Linked DNA regions of Mus musculus: regions 1, 2 and 4 are each linked to region 3. Evidence: chromatin contacts called from public HiChIP or PLAC-seq data. All regions are on one chromosome and are shown on one strand. Each heading gives the region's core, a stretch centred on a gene start, on an enhancer-like site or on the middle of the called end of the contact. The rest is flanking DNA. Distances are from core to core; before and after follow the strand shown. Region 1 has its middle 13 kb from the start of Gm35249. Region 2 overlaps Lhpp (phospholysine phosphohistidine inorganic pyrophosphate phosphatase). Region 3 holds the start of Zranb1 (zinc finger, RAN-binding domain containing 1). Region 4 overlaps Lhpp (phospholysine phosphohistidine inorganic pyrophosphate phosphatase).

Region 1 (3,333 bases), core at 476-2,975, 380 kb before region 3:
AGATTGGCAAAGATAAATAAACTTTGGCCTCACTGCTGACTCCATACCCCATCACTGCCTTTCCTTGGGACCCTTTCATGCTGGGCTAGACTCCAGCAAGGCAGGAAGTAGAAGGTGGAACATCTGGGAGGAGGAAGAATTCTGGGATAGAACCAGGCATGGATGATCTGCCCGGAAAGATGTGAGAAGATGAATGCATGGTACCTAAACAATGAAACCAGACTCATGGCAGAATGTACATTAAAATAAATGGATTATCTTAAGTATAATTCTAGTCAGAGAAGAGCCTAGCTTTATGGCCAAGGTATTTGTAAATATATTTTGAGTCTGTGTTGTATTTCCGGGAGCATGGGGCTGGGGAGGGCAACGAGAACTGGACCTAACTTCTACACCTACCCCCATCTCTTAGATACCCACTGAGGCTAAGTTTCCTCCAGAGAGGAAGGCAGAACCTCTCTCCACCTGGAATAGTACCATCACTATGCCAAAAGAACAGTCTCTTGAAGTGAGCTGGGACTCAAACAAGTGAGAGTAAGGGACCATGTCCCCGCCCCACCACACAGCCACACACAGAACCACACAGGGCCACTCGGGCTGGAGACAGGAGTCCTGGGTCACAAGCCTGGGACATAAGAGCTGAATTCCACAGCACAGATGCTGTCAGAGTACCCGCTCCATGGAGGTCAGGCCTCGGCTCCTCTGGTCAGAGCTGACTGCCTTTCACAGCCTGGCTCCTCCTCCAGACTGGCTTTGGGGGCTGCTGCAGAAATGATGTGATCTGATCCTCTTTGAGAGGTAACATACTCTGCCACTCAACCCTCATCAGAAGGAGACCAGGGGGCAGGAGCAGCAGCCCCGAGCAGGACACCTGGGATTAGAACCCAGGCCTCCAGCAGGTTCAACTGAAGCCACGCTCCTCGATGTGTCCTCCGTTCCCTGGAGGAGCCTGCTGCCCCATTTTTTTAAAGGAAGAGATTAAGGCTCCAGAGTTTGCCTGGCATGTCCAAAGCTGATGACCAGTCTCCTCCTGCCTCAGAAGCAACCCTCTCCCATCTCGCTCCTGCCAGGAAGGGAAAGAGCCCCTCCTCAGAACTCCCGCCAGGACTCTTCTCCACGTGCAGGAGTCCATGAGAACTTGAGGAGTGTCCCCTAATGAGAAGTAAAGTCCCTGACACTGACATCAAGGACACAAAAGACTCTGAACAAGCAGACCTCATAAGGCCCCCAGTTTATCAACATTAGATCACATACTTCTATCCAGTCACAGTCTGTTTTGTTCTCACAGGATAAAACCACAGCTTAAAAAAAAAAAAAAAAAAACAAATGCAGAGGTTTACCATTTCTTCCATTCTTCATTTCCTTTAAAGGCTCCTAGGCGTCATAAAATTTCTATTAGATAAATGTGTATGCTTTTCTCTTTGTTAATCATTTTGTTGCAGAGGCCTCAGCCATGACCACAGGGTGGATGAGAAAAGGTATTTCTTTTCTCCTTCAGCGCTCACACACCCAGGGCCTCCCAGTCCTGGCTGTCTAGGTCATCACCATGTAATGGTAGATAGACAGCTGTCGACTGAGCCACATACAGAGGGAGGCCACAGTGAGGTGGCAGAGACAAAGTGCAAGAAAACCAAGTGCAACCAAAGAGCACCTTCCTACCACTCACACCATTAGCCCTAGCCTTCATTTTCCACGCTGCAAGCCCTTTCCATAGGCTTAGGGCGCCCTCTATTCCCTCCTAGAGAATGCACAGGTGATAGTCGCCCCCAGGGAAGTGGCCCGGGCTAGGTTACCAGGTCTTCTGAACGGGGCAAGAGGATGGGCACCGATAAGGTGCACTGGGCGACAAGTGGGTGAACATGATTCACACCCCTTAACCAGTCAAAAGACCGGGGACCCAGAGCACATAAGGGAGAACCCAGACCTGAACAGTCACGGCGCCGCAGAGGGAATTGTTTCTGCATTTTTTTCAACTGTTTTCAAAGTGTGCGTTCAGTCTGCACACTAACAACCAAGTTTTATGAAAGTACAGAAGTCTGCAGCCAAGAAGATTTGCAACCAAGGAACAGCAAAGGACAGCGAGCCCTGGAAGAAAACAGTTTAACACCACCCCTGAAACACCACCCCATCCCCTGCACCCATTGGCTCCTGGTCTCAGTGCTGATTCCCTGGCCTGCGCGCACGCGCGTCGCGGCTGAAACCTGAGCAATGCTTTGCCGGCAGTGCCCCCTGCTGTCCAAATACGTCTTCGGCCTCCTCTACCAGTGCTTAGCTCTAAGTCTGACTCAAGACATCCCTAACTACTCTACAGAACTCGAAGGTCCCTCTCCGCAGAAACGGACCATTTTTCCCCCCGGGAAAACTGACTTCAAAGGAGACTAAGTCATCAAGGGAATCTAAAAACCCAAGATGGGAAGTGGAAATGTCACTGAAGATGGTGGGTGTTTTCTGGCAGGTTCCTCCAAGAAACCTACCAGGGTCTCAGTCTGGCTCCTTTGTGGGTTCATAAGGTGTGTAGGGACCAGCTGGCCGTGGTTCCCATTAACTAAGAGCTCAGACTCATAGGGCATCCGACTCCACTTTAAAAAACAGTGGGCAGCGTGAGCGAAGGAAAGTGGGCCTAATTCGCCTGCTTTCATAAAGAATAGACAAGAGTGAGCTGGCCTGAGGTCAGCCTAGCTCAAAACAAAACTGAAGCTGGCCTCGATATTCATAGTCATCAAGGCACCCGGGCAGGCTCCTTACCACAGCTGTGTGCCCTCATGCTCACAAGTTCTGTCTGGGCCTGTACACTCCAAAAGAACAAACCTGGGGCACACAGACAGGGCTGCCACAGTGTTCTCTAGGAAAAACTTGGGAGTTTATGCACTGTGTGCATACACATCTTGAAGTCAGTTCCATTGTGTTACTATAAAATACAAGGCTTAGAACCCAGGAACCATAAATTAGTAGTTAAGGCAAACCAGATTAGGGGCTGTTATATTAGTAACCCCTCACCTACCACCTGCTAGCCTGGGGGGATCCTACCGTGATCAGCAGGTTTCCAAGTGTGATGTCGCCAGTTTATATGACGAGCTGTCATCTAGGACAAGCTGTCATCTAGGACAAACTGTCAGTGCTTAGGCTGAACCACTTTAACCCAAGTTCTGCTCTTAGGGTTCAGATAATGACACTGTAAAACTACAGCGTTTAGGGCATGCTACTCTGCAAAAAACCTGGGTTCAGTTCCCAGCACACACAGAGGGCAACTCACAATCTCCTGTTACTCCAGGAAGACCCAACACCCTCTATTTGCCTCCTGAAGTACCGACACGCATGTGGTGCATAAACATACGC
Region 2 (3,621 bases), core at 428-2,927, 260 kb before region 3:
CTGGGTGCACCTGCTAGGATGTGTGCTCGCTGACTCCAGCTGCACCGTGTCCTCTAGTCCCTTCACTGTGGGTTCCAGGCTTCAATCCAGGGACCTGGCTAGCTTCCCTAGGGCCCACACCCTTCCAGCCAGGCCATAACCCAAGCGGTATTGATAGAATGGCCACCCACCAAGTCAGCAGTGAGGCCAGTAGGGAGGAGGCCTAAGAGAAGGGTACTAGGCTGGAACTATTTCATGCAGCCTATGATTGGATCCTGGAGGACGCTCTCAGCAGCTCTGCAGTGGCCCATGAACCTGAAAGGCTGCTTCTTAGAGCACTAGCAATCGTTGTCCCCTGCACTGTCCTCAAGGGCACCTGTTTAGGATATGCAGTGCCAGCTCTGGATTTCACAGTGGGTACCATGTGTCAGTCTCATCCATGACAACCTAGCACATAAATATGAGAAGCTTCCAGACCCTTAGGCCAACATGAAGCCCGTCTTTGCATGCCTGCATCCAGTCATGATGAACCTTAGAGTACACGTTACTGAGACCCTTTGTGCCGAGCACCAGGTCAACCTAGTTAAGGCTGATAACAAGAAACTAAAGAGATGGACCTCTGTGAATCGGAGCCAAAGGGGACATCTTGTAAAGCAGTTGGTTGCAGTTGTGTCGTGGTAAAGCACTGTGGCAGCGACTCTCAGTCTAAGATGTCATCAAAGAGAATGTCAAATGCAAGAAAGGAACAAATAAAAAACATGACTCAAAAAAAAAAAAAATCAACTACATAGAGGCTGGAGAGATGGCTCAGTGGTTAAGAGCACTGACTGCTCTTTGGTCCTGAATTCAATTCCCAGCAACTACATGGTGACTCACAACCATCTCTAATGGGATCAGATGGCCTCTTCTGGCCTGTCTGAAGACAGCGGCTGTGTCCTCATACACATAAAATAAATAAAAATAAATCTCAGAAAAGAAAACCAGCTACATAAACAAAGACGCCCTGTGAAGAATCCTGGTGATCATGGAGGTGCTTCCACCCCAGTGAGGTCAGCACGCTGGCTTTGACAGCGAGATGCTGCTGTTAGGGCGAATTGAGTAACTTAGATTTCTTACAACTCTGGGTGAATCTACACATACCTTGGGAAGTTTACTGACAGTGTATCAAGAAAGAAAATAACCCTTGCATGTAGCATACTAAGGAGATGGCTTCAGTGACCCAACGTAGATGCTAACAATGGGCCTTGAACACATGTTACATGGGGAGGGAGTTTCAGAGTTGCAGAGGTAGGGGCTTGGAGTCAGCCAGCTGTCTGTCTGTCTGTCTGTCTGTCTGTCTGTACATGGGTGTCAGCATCCTTCATGCAGGCATTTGTGGAGTATCTGCTAGGGGTGAATGCTGGACACACGCCCTGCTTCCCCAGTGGGAGGTGGCAGGGTATGGAGTGATTCTGGGCTGGGAGGTATGCCCAGCTGTGGAATCGGAGAGAGTTTTCTTCCTGTTTCTAAATTCCAAAGTTTGGTAGAGTTACATTATTGTTTATTAAGGAAAAGGTTGGATATTGAAAAAGGAAGCCACCTGGTCGATCTCATGTGGCCTGGGAAGCCATTTGGCAGCTGCTCTGGGCTGGAAGGCCTGACCTGCCAAGCTGTGAGAGAACTCGTGACTGGTGCAACTGTTGTGCTGCTGGGCTCTGCCCTGACTTCCCCTGACACGCCCTGTTCCAGCCTGCACTCCCATCAGGCACCAGACCAGAGAGCACTTGAGTGAAGCCACAGCTGTCATAGAAGACAGTGCTGGTTCCACAGCAGTGCCGTCACCCTGTGGTGTGGCTTGTGCCCTGCACCACACGTCTCTAGTGCCCTGTACTGTGCTCCATAAGCATCAGTGAGACCCATCTGAGGCTATGAAGAGACTTCCTCCCTGCCACCCTCGCTCTCCTTCTCTTGGCTTGTAGCATGCCAAGAAACCGTGTGGGTGGGGAGTTTCAGGTTTACAGTACCTTTTGGCTACACTGGAGGGTTTTGCCTGTCTGCCCACTTGTTCTACATCTGCCTACAGAAGTGAGAGCCATCTTCCCTTGCCATCCTTCAGTGGGAGTCTATAAAAGAGTGAAGACCCTTGGGCCAGTGAGATGGCTCATTTACTAGAGGGGCTTGCTGCCAAGCCTGCCAACCTGAATTATAAATTCCTGGGATCTTCATGGTAGAAAGAGAGAAGCATTTTTGTTTTTAAAATCTGTCCTCTGACCTCCACACACACCCTTGGCATGGGTTCTATGACATATGTATCATCCAATAAATTAAAAAAAAGTTTCAGGTATTTTTTAAATTAAAATATAATTACATCATTTTCTTCCTCCCCTTTCCTTCTTCCACCCCTGCTCTTCTCACCTCCCAATCTCTCAAATTCATGACCCCCCTTTTTTTAAAGAGAGAAAGAAAGAAAGAAAGGAAGGAAGGAAGAAAGAAAGAAAGAAAGAAAGAAAGAAAGAAAGAAAGAAAATGTTTGTAAAAAGAATATAGGCATCTATGCACAAGCTGTAATCTCCCAAATACAACCACCAGTGTGTCTCTGCTGCAAGATTTATTTATTTATTTATTTATTTATTTATTTATTTATTTATTTACTTACTTACCTACTTACTTATTTGGGTTTCTCTGTGTATCCCTGGCTGTCCTGGAACTCACTCTGTAGACCAGGCTGGCCTTGAACTCAGAAATCTGCCTGCCTCTGCCTCCCAAGTGCTGGGATTAAAGGCGTTGCAGGCTCTGCTGCAGGTTTTATTTAGGGTTATGGTTTAGTTCCCAGCACTATTTTAAAGTCTGTATCTAGATATCCAGGCTATCACTCAGATCTTGTGTCCTTTGGGGTCTGGTTGCCAGGTTTGATGATGGGCACCTCTAATCCCAGTGCTGAAGAGGCAGTGGGCTACATGGCAACCCCAACAGTAACAAGGAAGCAAGAAGGGAGGGGTGGGGCGAGAACTTGCTGGCACATCCAGGTAGAAGCATCCCATTCATTGTCTCAGGACAGTGACCTTGCTGAAGGTCAGGCGGCAGCTAAGGAGGATGGCTGACAGAGCCAGGACCAAGGCTGCTGACTTCCAGCTGCAGCCGACATGATCTGGTTACAAGAGTGAAGGAGAGAAACCTTTCTGCCTTCAGGAGCCAAGAAAACCAAGGCAACAAAGGCGAGGGCGACCTCTGCTGTCCTCGGAGGGCCTCGGTTACCAGGCTCGGAGGCCCATCCTGTCCCTGGGTGGCCTGGAACTCCAGCCTTGGCAGCTGTGCAGTGTTTGTTATGGGCAGTTACCATGCCACCCTCTGGTATCTCAGCGAGAGAGGCCCAGGGACAGGTGTGGCTGAGCACAGAGATTCCCAGTCTGCCCTAGCCCCCAGACGCACCTTCTCCTCTTACCCCAAGGGGACAGAGCCTCGAGATGACTATGGTATTGAATAGTCTCTAGTTCTTGGCACCTTCTCTCTGCCAGCAGTCTGCTTAGAATGGCTGGGTCCCAGAAGGAACTTATACTCAGTAGGGGTTATCCTTGCCTCCCAGAGACACAAGCCACTTTCCTGTCCGCCAGAGGCCATTAAGCTAGAGAGCAGGAAGGTCATTCCTGCTTCTGTTTGTCCTTG
Region 3 (3,493 bases), core at 689-3,188:
TGTCATTATAAGCATGAACCTGGCTTTCTTACATGGATTCAGGGGACTGAACTCAAAGCACTTTATATACTGATCCATCACCTCAGGTCTGAGAACTACTAGATGCCTCTCAAGAGTCTTTTTGTCTTCAATGCAGTTTTTTTTTTCCTTTGTTCTCCTTTTCAATTATAAGTTGATTTTCACTTTAATTTACTTAGCAATCCCATTTTGTCATTGTGGTTATTTTGACTTAGCCTCTTTCCGTGCTATCATTTTTACCACTAAGATGGTCTTCCTTATCTTTGTGTTTATTTCTTGGTGCAGATTTTTTTTTTACAAGACATTTATTAAATCAAATTTAAAAGCTTCCTCTGAGTCCTATCCCTTTTCTGACTAAAATAAACTACAACTTGGACATCTTACCGTGTGATTGGTGTTTATTTGGAGGCAGCATGCTGTAAAGCTTTGATTCAGGAAGAGGAAGTGCTTAAACAAAGTGTTTCCAAAGGGTCAACTGAACTACTGTTTTTATATAATAGCGTGGGATCCTACCTACAAATGAATTAATTATATCCTTGAGAACGTGTTGTTTTGTGTTGTTGTTTCCATTTAAACTTAATTTATGGATAAGTTCTCAGACCAGGTGGGGGTTGCTGAAGGCCTCTACTCCATAGCAATGGCTATGGAGAGGAAGCACCCCACTGGTTGTGAAAGATGTTGGTGAGGGGAAGTTATACAAAGTACTGTTCTTTTGATGGCCATGGTACAGCTGTCTTATACCATTTTATGCAAATAACTCAAGACACCAAAGACAGCTTCACAAAGTGAATTCCCACTCAAGTTTGGGAAACATCAAACTTCAAGTAACACGGTCATCCTTTTGGATCTGAGGTATCCAAACAATTACTAAATGCCCTCCCAGATTGCTGTTAATGTTCCTTCAAGATACTAATTAATTATTTTTATTTTTAATTATGTGTTTGTGCAAGTGAGTGTGGGTGTTGGTAGAGGCCACAAGAGGGCACTGAACCCCCTGGAGCTGGAGTTACAGGTGACTGTCTTCCACTGAAGTGGCTGCTGGGAGCAGAACTTTGCTTCTCCGAAGTAAGTGCTCTTACACGCTGGCCGTTTCTCCAGACCCCCCATATTACTATCTTTTTAAAAATTACATTTATTTATTTTGTGTGTAGCCCAGAGAACAACTGTGGGAGTTAGTCGTCTTCTTCCACTCTGTAGGTACTGGGGATGGAACTCAGGCTGTCAGGCTTGGCAACTTTACCCAGTGAACTATTTCTACGGCCTTTAACACATTACTTTTAAAGCAGTTTACATTTTGAAAAAGTTTGAAGTAGGGCTAGGTGAAGCTAAGAGTAGTGGTGGCGTAAGTCCAGCACTCCGGAGGTTTAAGAGTTCGGGATCAGTCTCAGCTATTTAGAGGGGTTAGAAATAAATCGGGCTACAAGAGAACCTCGTCTGAAAACAAAATAAAATGCCAAGTAAGCAAGGCTTGTAATCTCAGCGCTCTTGGGGAGGCTGAGGCAGGAATATCGTTTAAGAGTTCCAGGCCAGCCTGAGCCCCAGAATGACAGCCTGGGTCAAATTATTGAAATTTTAAAAACTGTTTTAAACCGCCGAAGGAACGGCCAAGCGGTCTCCCAGTTAGCAAACAGATGCGTGACTCACGCTTGATTCAAAGCGCTGGCGACTCTGCAGCAAAGAGCGGCCGGCGGCCAGGGGAAGAAGGCTCCCACCTCCCAAGTGCATCCTGCACTTAGACTTGAAGACACTCACCCGGGAGGACGCGTCGCGGGACCGCGCGCGCCGTAGCCTCACAATCAGGACGCACGCTGCTGACGTCACGGCCGCGGCCCGCTCCTGCGCCGGGAAAGAGGCGGTCGCCTATTGGCTGCGCCTCCTGAGGCCTCGGGACCAATCACAGGACGGTGAGCAGCGAGGTCCAGTTCCTGACGTTGTGCGGCCGCCGCGGGGTTTATTTAGCTCTAGGGTCCTGACCGCCGCCATTCGGAGTCCTCTGCGCCCGAGGCTGTCCCCAGACCGCTCCGCCCCTGTCCCCGAGCCTCGGCCCCCGCCTCCGCGCAGCCTCTCCGCCCCTCGGGCCGCTGGGAGCCGCGCGCGGGCCCGCGGAGAACATGTCCTGACTGAGGCGGGAGGGCGGAGGCGGCAGCAGCGGGGTGGGCGGCGGCGCCGAGGGAGGCGGAGAGGGGCCGGGCTCGGCTCGTCGCCGCTGGCCGTGCGGGAGTCGCCGCCGCCGCCGCGGCCGCCGGGCGCCGCGCGTCAGACGGGGAGGAGGAGGATCCGCGGCCGCCAGGTAACCGGGCCTGGGTTGGGGGCGCCGCGCCGCAGGCCCCTCGCGGGTCGACCGCGGCCTGACGGGGCGTCGCGGGGAGCAGGCTGCCGAGCCTCCGGGCGGCAGCGTTGCGGGATAGCGCATCGCAGGCCCGGGGTTGTCCGCGGCCGCGCGTCCATCTTGGGCTTCCCAGCGCGGGGACAACCCGGAGGATGAGGGAGAGTGGCCGCCCGGCTTGTTTACCGACCTCAGTTGGCCGCCTTCGTCAGCGGCTGGCGCTGCCCTTCTGCCCGCCTCATTCCGGCAACTGGGATCCCTCCCGAGTCCGAGTGTGTGGGTCTTATTCCCACCTCTTAGTAGGCCATAAACACCCGGATTTGTCGCTCTAAGTTGGTGCTGGTCCCCAAACTTGTGTTTTGGTCCCTTGTCCACTTTCTCTCCCCTCATACGTTGGCCTCCGGTTGCCTAAAGCAAATCAGGGTGAAAGTTGATGTCTGGTGGCCATGGGCAGCTGGAACTCCGCTCCCGGTAACGATCGCTCTGTGCACCTACCTTGTGGGTTTTCTTGTTTTGTTTTGGTTTTCTGCTCTAATTTGGCTGGTCATTGCACAGACAAAAGAGCTGTAATACTTGCTGTTAGCGCCGGGGAGAGGCAGTTTACGTTAAGCAAGAAGTTTGAACCCGCCCATTATCTTGGAGACGCTGGTTTTGAAACCACCTTGCTTAGAATTTTGTATCTCAACCCCTCGATTTCCCCTTTCGGTTACCCACTAAGTCAATTTTTATAAGTTCTTTCCACTGCTTGCAATGTTTGGTCTCTGTATAGTTGACCTGTGATGGTGTTAATAAACGTGATGTACAAATACTTGGAAGTGTTATATAATGAGTGGCTCCTGTACCCCGCAGTCTCTTTCAGTCGACTCCCTACCAACTTTTGCTACATGCATGGTACCTCTGTTGATCAAAAATGGGTGACTTGGCTTATATAGAGAAAACAGGGGAGACCCGAGGATCTTTGTGACAGAGGCCATTAGAAAGTCCACTGAACTATGCTTGGGAAAAGTAAAGCTGGATCCTGTTAAATATTATTTTAATTAAATGAGGTATTTCGAAAGTATATTTGGAAGCCACTCTCTTGATTTGGAGGCTCTTAAAATAGTCTCATTAAATTTTTGTAACTTTTTCATTGGGGGGGGGTTGTGAGAG
Region 4 (3,509 bases), core at 992-3,491, 300 kb before region 3:
TCAGCTTTAGCACAATAATTAATTACCCCCAGACTATTTTTCTTTCTTTCTTTCTTTCTTTCTTTCTTTCTTTCTTTCTTTCTTTCTTTCTTTCTTTCTTTCTTTCTTTCTTTCTTTCTTTCTTTCTTTCTGAGATAGGGTTTCTCTGTGTAGCCCTGGCTGTCCTGGAACTCACTTTGTAGACCAGGCTGGCCTCCAACTCAGAAATCTGCCTGCCTTTGCCTCCCGAGTGCTGGGATTAAAAGTGTGCGCCACCACGCCCGGCTCAGACTATTTTTCTATGCTAGACTGGCTACTTCCTAGCTGTGTCCCCTAGGTTCCTTGCTGTTTGTGTCTCACCCAGGTTGTTTCTACTCCCTCAGTCGTCAGAATGGCCTTCTCTCAGCTCAGCTCCTGGTTCATCATGTCTAGTGGAGACCTCCTACTCTCTTCATCTTCTTTCTTCTTCTTTCTCCTGTTCTTTCTCTCCTTGCAACCTGCAGCCTGGTAAGCGAGGCCACGCCTACCTGTATTCTTTCGCAGTAATTGTCTGTAATCACTTTTATTTAACCAAAAACTTTACATTGGGGTTTATACAACAAGGGCAGGCCTGGGGACAACTAGATCTTGGGGTTCAGAATTTAGCATTTGCATACACAGCGTCAGACCAACCCTCAACAGCTCTTGGCTTTCAGTGCATCTCAGTTTTATGGAGCCTAGATGCTGGGTTTGTGCAGAGTGGGGTTCTCTGATTATTGATGTTAGCCAGAAGTCAAACCTCAGCTTGGTACCTCTGCCTTGCCCCGTTGAAGAAGTATGGATCCAGAGTTAGTAACTCGTAGACGTGGGGAATGCAAGCACCGTGGAATGAGAAACGTGTGTGTGGTCTGGAGTGCCAGATAAATGTGGCCCGGGTGGAAAGGTGACATGTCTGCAGTGGGGTTGGGATGAAGTGTTCCAAGCAGAGGTAGGGAGACCTTGGGAAGTCTCATCTGACTCACATCATGTGAGGATAGACAAGCCATTTGGAGATGTGGTCTGCCAGCATTTTCTGTGTCAAGTAGTGGTCTATTCCAGCTGTGAAATCCTAGGCTGAACACATCTGTGTCTGTCTGGTACACACTGCTTCTTAACCAGCTGCCCTTGCAAAAGTCCCTCTCTGGTCTCTCCTCAGGAGGCAATGTTCTTCTGTGCTGAACACATTCTCGTTTGTGTTTTCCTGTCCTAGACTGAAACAGTCCCCGCTGAAAGTGAGGTTCTGTACCAATGAGTCCCAGAAATCCCTGAGAGAGCTGGTGGGGGTGCTTCAGCAGCTGGGGTTTGACATCTCAGAAGAAGAGGTGACTGCCCCTGCACCAGCCACCTGCCAGATCCTGAAGGAGCGAGGCCTGCGGCCACACTTGCTTATCCATGAAGGTAGGCCTGCCTTGGGCTTGACTTTTGAGGTAAAGCCTGAGGAGAAGGCTTGCATGCACGCACACATGCACACATGCACACATGCACACATGCACACATGCACACACACGCCCCTTGGGCCAAACCATGAGAAACACATGCACAGCAAGCCTGACTTCTTCCGTGACACTTGTGAGTTTTCAGAATTCTTGAGGCTTCCTGCTGGGGGATGGGGGAGAGGTAAGATCAGGCCTCAACTTTAACCTCCAGCCTCAAGGCTAGCTTCAGGATGCTCCTTAGAGGAAAGCCTGAGTGGTGTTCTTCGATCTAGGCAAGAGGTCAGGGATTCACCTAAGGGATTATTGAGAGAGGAAAGGAGGAAGGAAGGGCGCGGGGTGAATATGAAGGTATGCAAATCAAGCTTGCAGTTCATAGCTTTCCAGAAACTGCCACCCACAGCCTTGAGCTGCCTCAGTGATAGCTGGTCCTGCTGTTTGGTGAAATCTGCAGATGGCTTTGGAGCAAGGTCTGAAGCCAGATGATTTTGGTCAGAATGCAAGACCAGAGATCCTTGAGCCCTCAGTGGGGAGCTTTTGTGGAACAAAGCAGAGGGAGAGGTTTTCTTGAGGTCACTTTTTTGTCTTCCTTCCTTCCTTCTTTCCTTCCTTCCTTCCTCCCTTCCTTCCTTCCTTCTTTTTTTCCTTTCCTCCGTCAATACCGGTTTCATTTTGACAAATCTCTGGGCAGGGTACTCATCTGAGGAGGAGAGCGCTCTCTGGAAGGCTGGAGGGTGGAACCATTGCCCTGGCATGGTCATGCTCGCTCAGCCTTTAGAAATCATCTTGCTCACATCCTTTGTCTGTAGTTAGGAGCGCTGCCAGGGTTGCTAGGCATGTACGAGGAGTAGAGGAATTGGGGCAAATGCAGCATTGGCTCAGAGGTGGTGCTAACCAAGGAATCCAGCCGCCATAACAGAGCTGGGGGCGCGTGCTGCTGCCGTGCCCGTGTTTTCAGGAAACACCTGGTTTTAGGCTTTGATTTTCTCTGGGTTTTATTACTGATGTTTTCTTCCTAATACTTTACTATGAAAATATTCAAATATATAACCAACCTCAAAAACATTTACTTTGGGGGCTGGTATGGAGATGACTCAGTCAGTAAAATACCTGCTACACAGGCACTAGGAGTTGAGTTTGATCCTCAACAGCTGTGTGTAAAGCTGGGCACAGCGGTGTACCCCTATAATCCAAGAATTGAGACATGAAGATCCCTGGGGCTTGCTGGCTATCAGTCTGGCCCAATTAGCACGCTTCAGGCTCAGTAAGATATATCAGCAGACAAGGTGGAGAGCCGTTGAGGAAGACGCCCAATATTGTCCTAACCTCCACAAGCATGCACACACGTGCACACGCACAATTAAAATATTTTTCCCACCTCCTGGACATAGAGAAAGATATTCCATAGTGTTTTCTTAGCTCTGTGTCCATTCGTGCCTCTATCTGTCTGTTAGTTTTACTTTTGCGTCACTCCCCAGTGGATGTTGGTACCGTCCTCAGCATTTCATAGAGCTCAGTATGTGGTCAGTTTGCTTTCTGCTGATGTAAGATTTTACATGCAGTGAGAAGCTCAGAGCTCTCTTACACTTTTTGTTTGTTTGTTTATTTTTCTAAGAGAAGGTTTCTCTGTGTATCTTTGGCTGTCCTGGAACTTAGTCTGTAGCCCAGGCTTGCCTCCAACTCACAGAGATCCTCTTGCCTCTGCCTCTACCTCTCGAGTGCTGGGATTAAAGGTGTGGGCCTGGGCTTGGCTCTCTACTGCTCTTTCGCTGGCCTTAATTTTCATGCCCCTAGAATCCCACAGCCCCTAGAGAGCTCCAATATTATCACCCTGAAGCTTCCTGCACGCCCTTCAGTCAGTCTCCAGCCCTGCCCCCTTAGTGACAGTCATTAGTGATAATGTAAATAAATGTACCTATTTAGGATTTCATACCAATAGAGCATACCAATGTATAATTGATCCAGGGACCCCAAAGACCACTTTAGGTCTCATTGGTTCCCTGGAAGGGCTCCCAAAACTTAGAGAGACATTGGAATCCTTGGAATCAAAGTTGGGTACAGTGAAAGACCACAGCTCAG

What was found. HiChIP or PLAC-seq counts read pairs in DNA pulled down with a chosen protein or histone mark.
Region 1: an H3K27ac HiChIP or PLAC-seq map of thymic regulatory T cells shows a contact between it and region 3, with 4 times the contacts expected there. The contact joins the enhancer-like site here to the promoter of Zranb1 in region 3. A contact is called at or near these places in 4 of 39 promoter capture datasets (the C10 cell line, embryonic stem cells, hematopoietic stem and progenitor cells and 1 more), 1 of 484 Hi-C or Micro-C datasets (regulatory T cells), 5 of 115 datasets of contacts at active chromatin or transcription factors (bone marrow-derived macrophages, extraembryonic endoderm stem cells, microglia and 2 more) and 2 of 9 other capture datasets (embryonic stem cells and macrophages).
Region 2: a contact with region 3 is called in an H3K4me3 HiChIP or PLAC-seq map of the SCID.adh cell line, with 15 read pairs. The contact joins the enhancer-like site here to the promoter of Zranb1 in region 3. A contact is called at or near these places in 5 of 39 promoter capture datasets (the HPC-7 cell line, HPC-7-derived erythroid cells, hematopoietic stem and progenitor cells and 1 more), 1 of 484 Hi-C or Micro-C datasets (liver), 17 of 115 datasets of contacts at active chromatin or transcription factors (the 230-238 cell line, the SCID.adh cell line, bone marrow-derived macrophages and 12 more) and 2 of 9 other capture datasets (adipose tissue and pancreatic islet).
Region 4: an H3K4me3 HiChIP or PLAC-seq map of pro-B cells shows a contact between it and region 3, with 3 times the contacts expected there. The contact joins the enhancer-like site here to the promoter of Zranb1 in region 3. A contact is called at or near these places in 6 of 39 promoter capture datasets (the 3T3-L1 cell line, the C10 cell line, the HPC-7 cell line and 2 more), 1 of 484 Hi-C or Micro-C datasets (bone marrow-derived macrophages), 20 of 115 datasets of contacts at active chromatin or transcription factors (the 230-238 cell line, the SCID.adh cell line, bone marrow-derived macrophages and 12 more) and 1 of 9 other capture datasets (liver).

Annotation. Positions count from the first base shown.
Region 1 is chr7:132,549,751-132,553,083 of GRCm38.p6, forward strand. No RefSeq gene overlaps it. Among named protein-coding and RNA genes, the nearest start is that of Gm35249, 13 kb to the left of the region's middle. Within about 2 kb of position 1,726, at least 239 of the 459 cell types and tissues checked have an H3K27ac peak or open chromatin away from gene starts, as enhancers often do. A contact at or near this core is called in bone marrow-derived macrophages, pro-B cells, regulatory T cells and 1 more, where this site is marked.
Region 2 is chr7:132,670,949-132,674,569 of GRCm38.p6, forward strand. All of the region lies in intron 6 of Lhpp (phospholysine phosphohistidine inorganic pyrophosphate phosphatase), which reads left to right. Among named protein-coding and RNA genes, the nearest start is that of Lhpp, 62 kb to the left of the region's middle. Within about 2 kb of position 1,678, at least 135 of the 459 cell types and tissues checked have an H3K27ac peak or open chromatin away from gene starts, as enhancers often do. A contact at or near this core is called in the SCID.adh cell line, adipose tissue, bone marrow-derived macrophages and 6 more, where this site is marked.
Region 3 is chr7:132,929,238-132,932,730 of GRCm38.p6, forward strand. It overlaps Zranb1 (zinc finger, RAN-binding domain containing 1), which reads left to right and starts at 1,939. Exons shown (of 10, transcript NM_207302.3): 1 at 1,939-2,308. It overlaps 1500002F19Rik (a long non-coding RNA gene), which reads right to left. Exons shown (of 2, transcript XR_003946678.1): 1 at 1,771-3,493.
Region 4 is chr7:132,629,275-132,632,783 of GRCm38.p6, forward strand. Lhpp (phospholysine phosphohistidine inorganic pyrophosphate phosphatase) reads left to right here. Exons shown (of 7, transcript NM_029609.1): 2 at 1,208-1,395. Among named protein-coding and RNA genes, the nearest start is that of Lhpp, 20 kb to the left of the region's middle. Within about 2 kb of position 2,242, at least 32 of the 459 cell types and tissues checked have an H3K27ac peak or open chromatin away from gene starts, as enhancers often do. A contact at or near this core is called in pro-B cells and stem cell-derived neural progenitor cells, where this site is marked.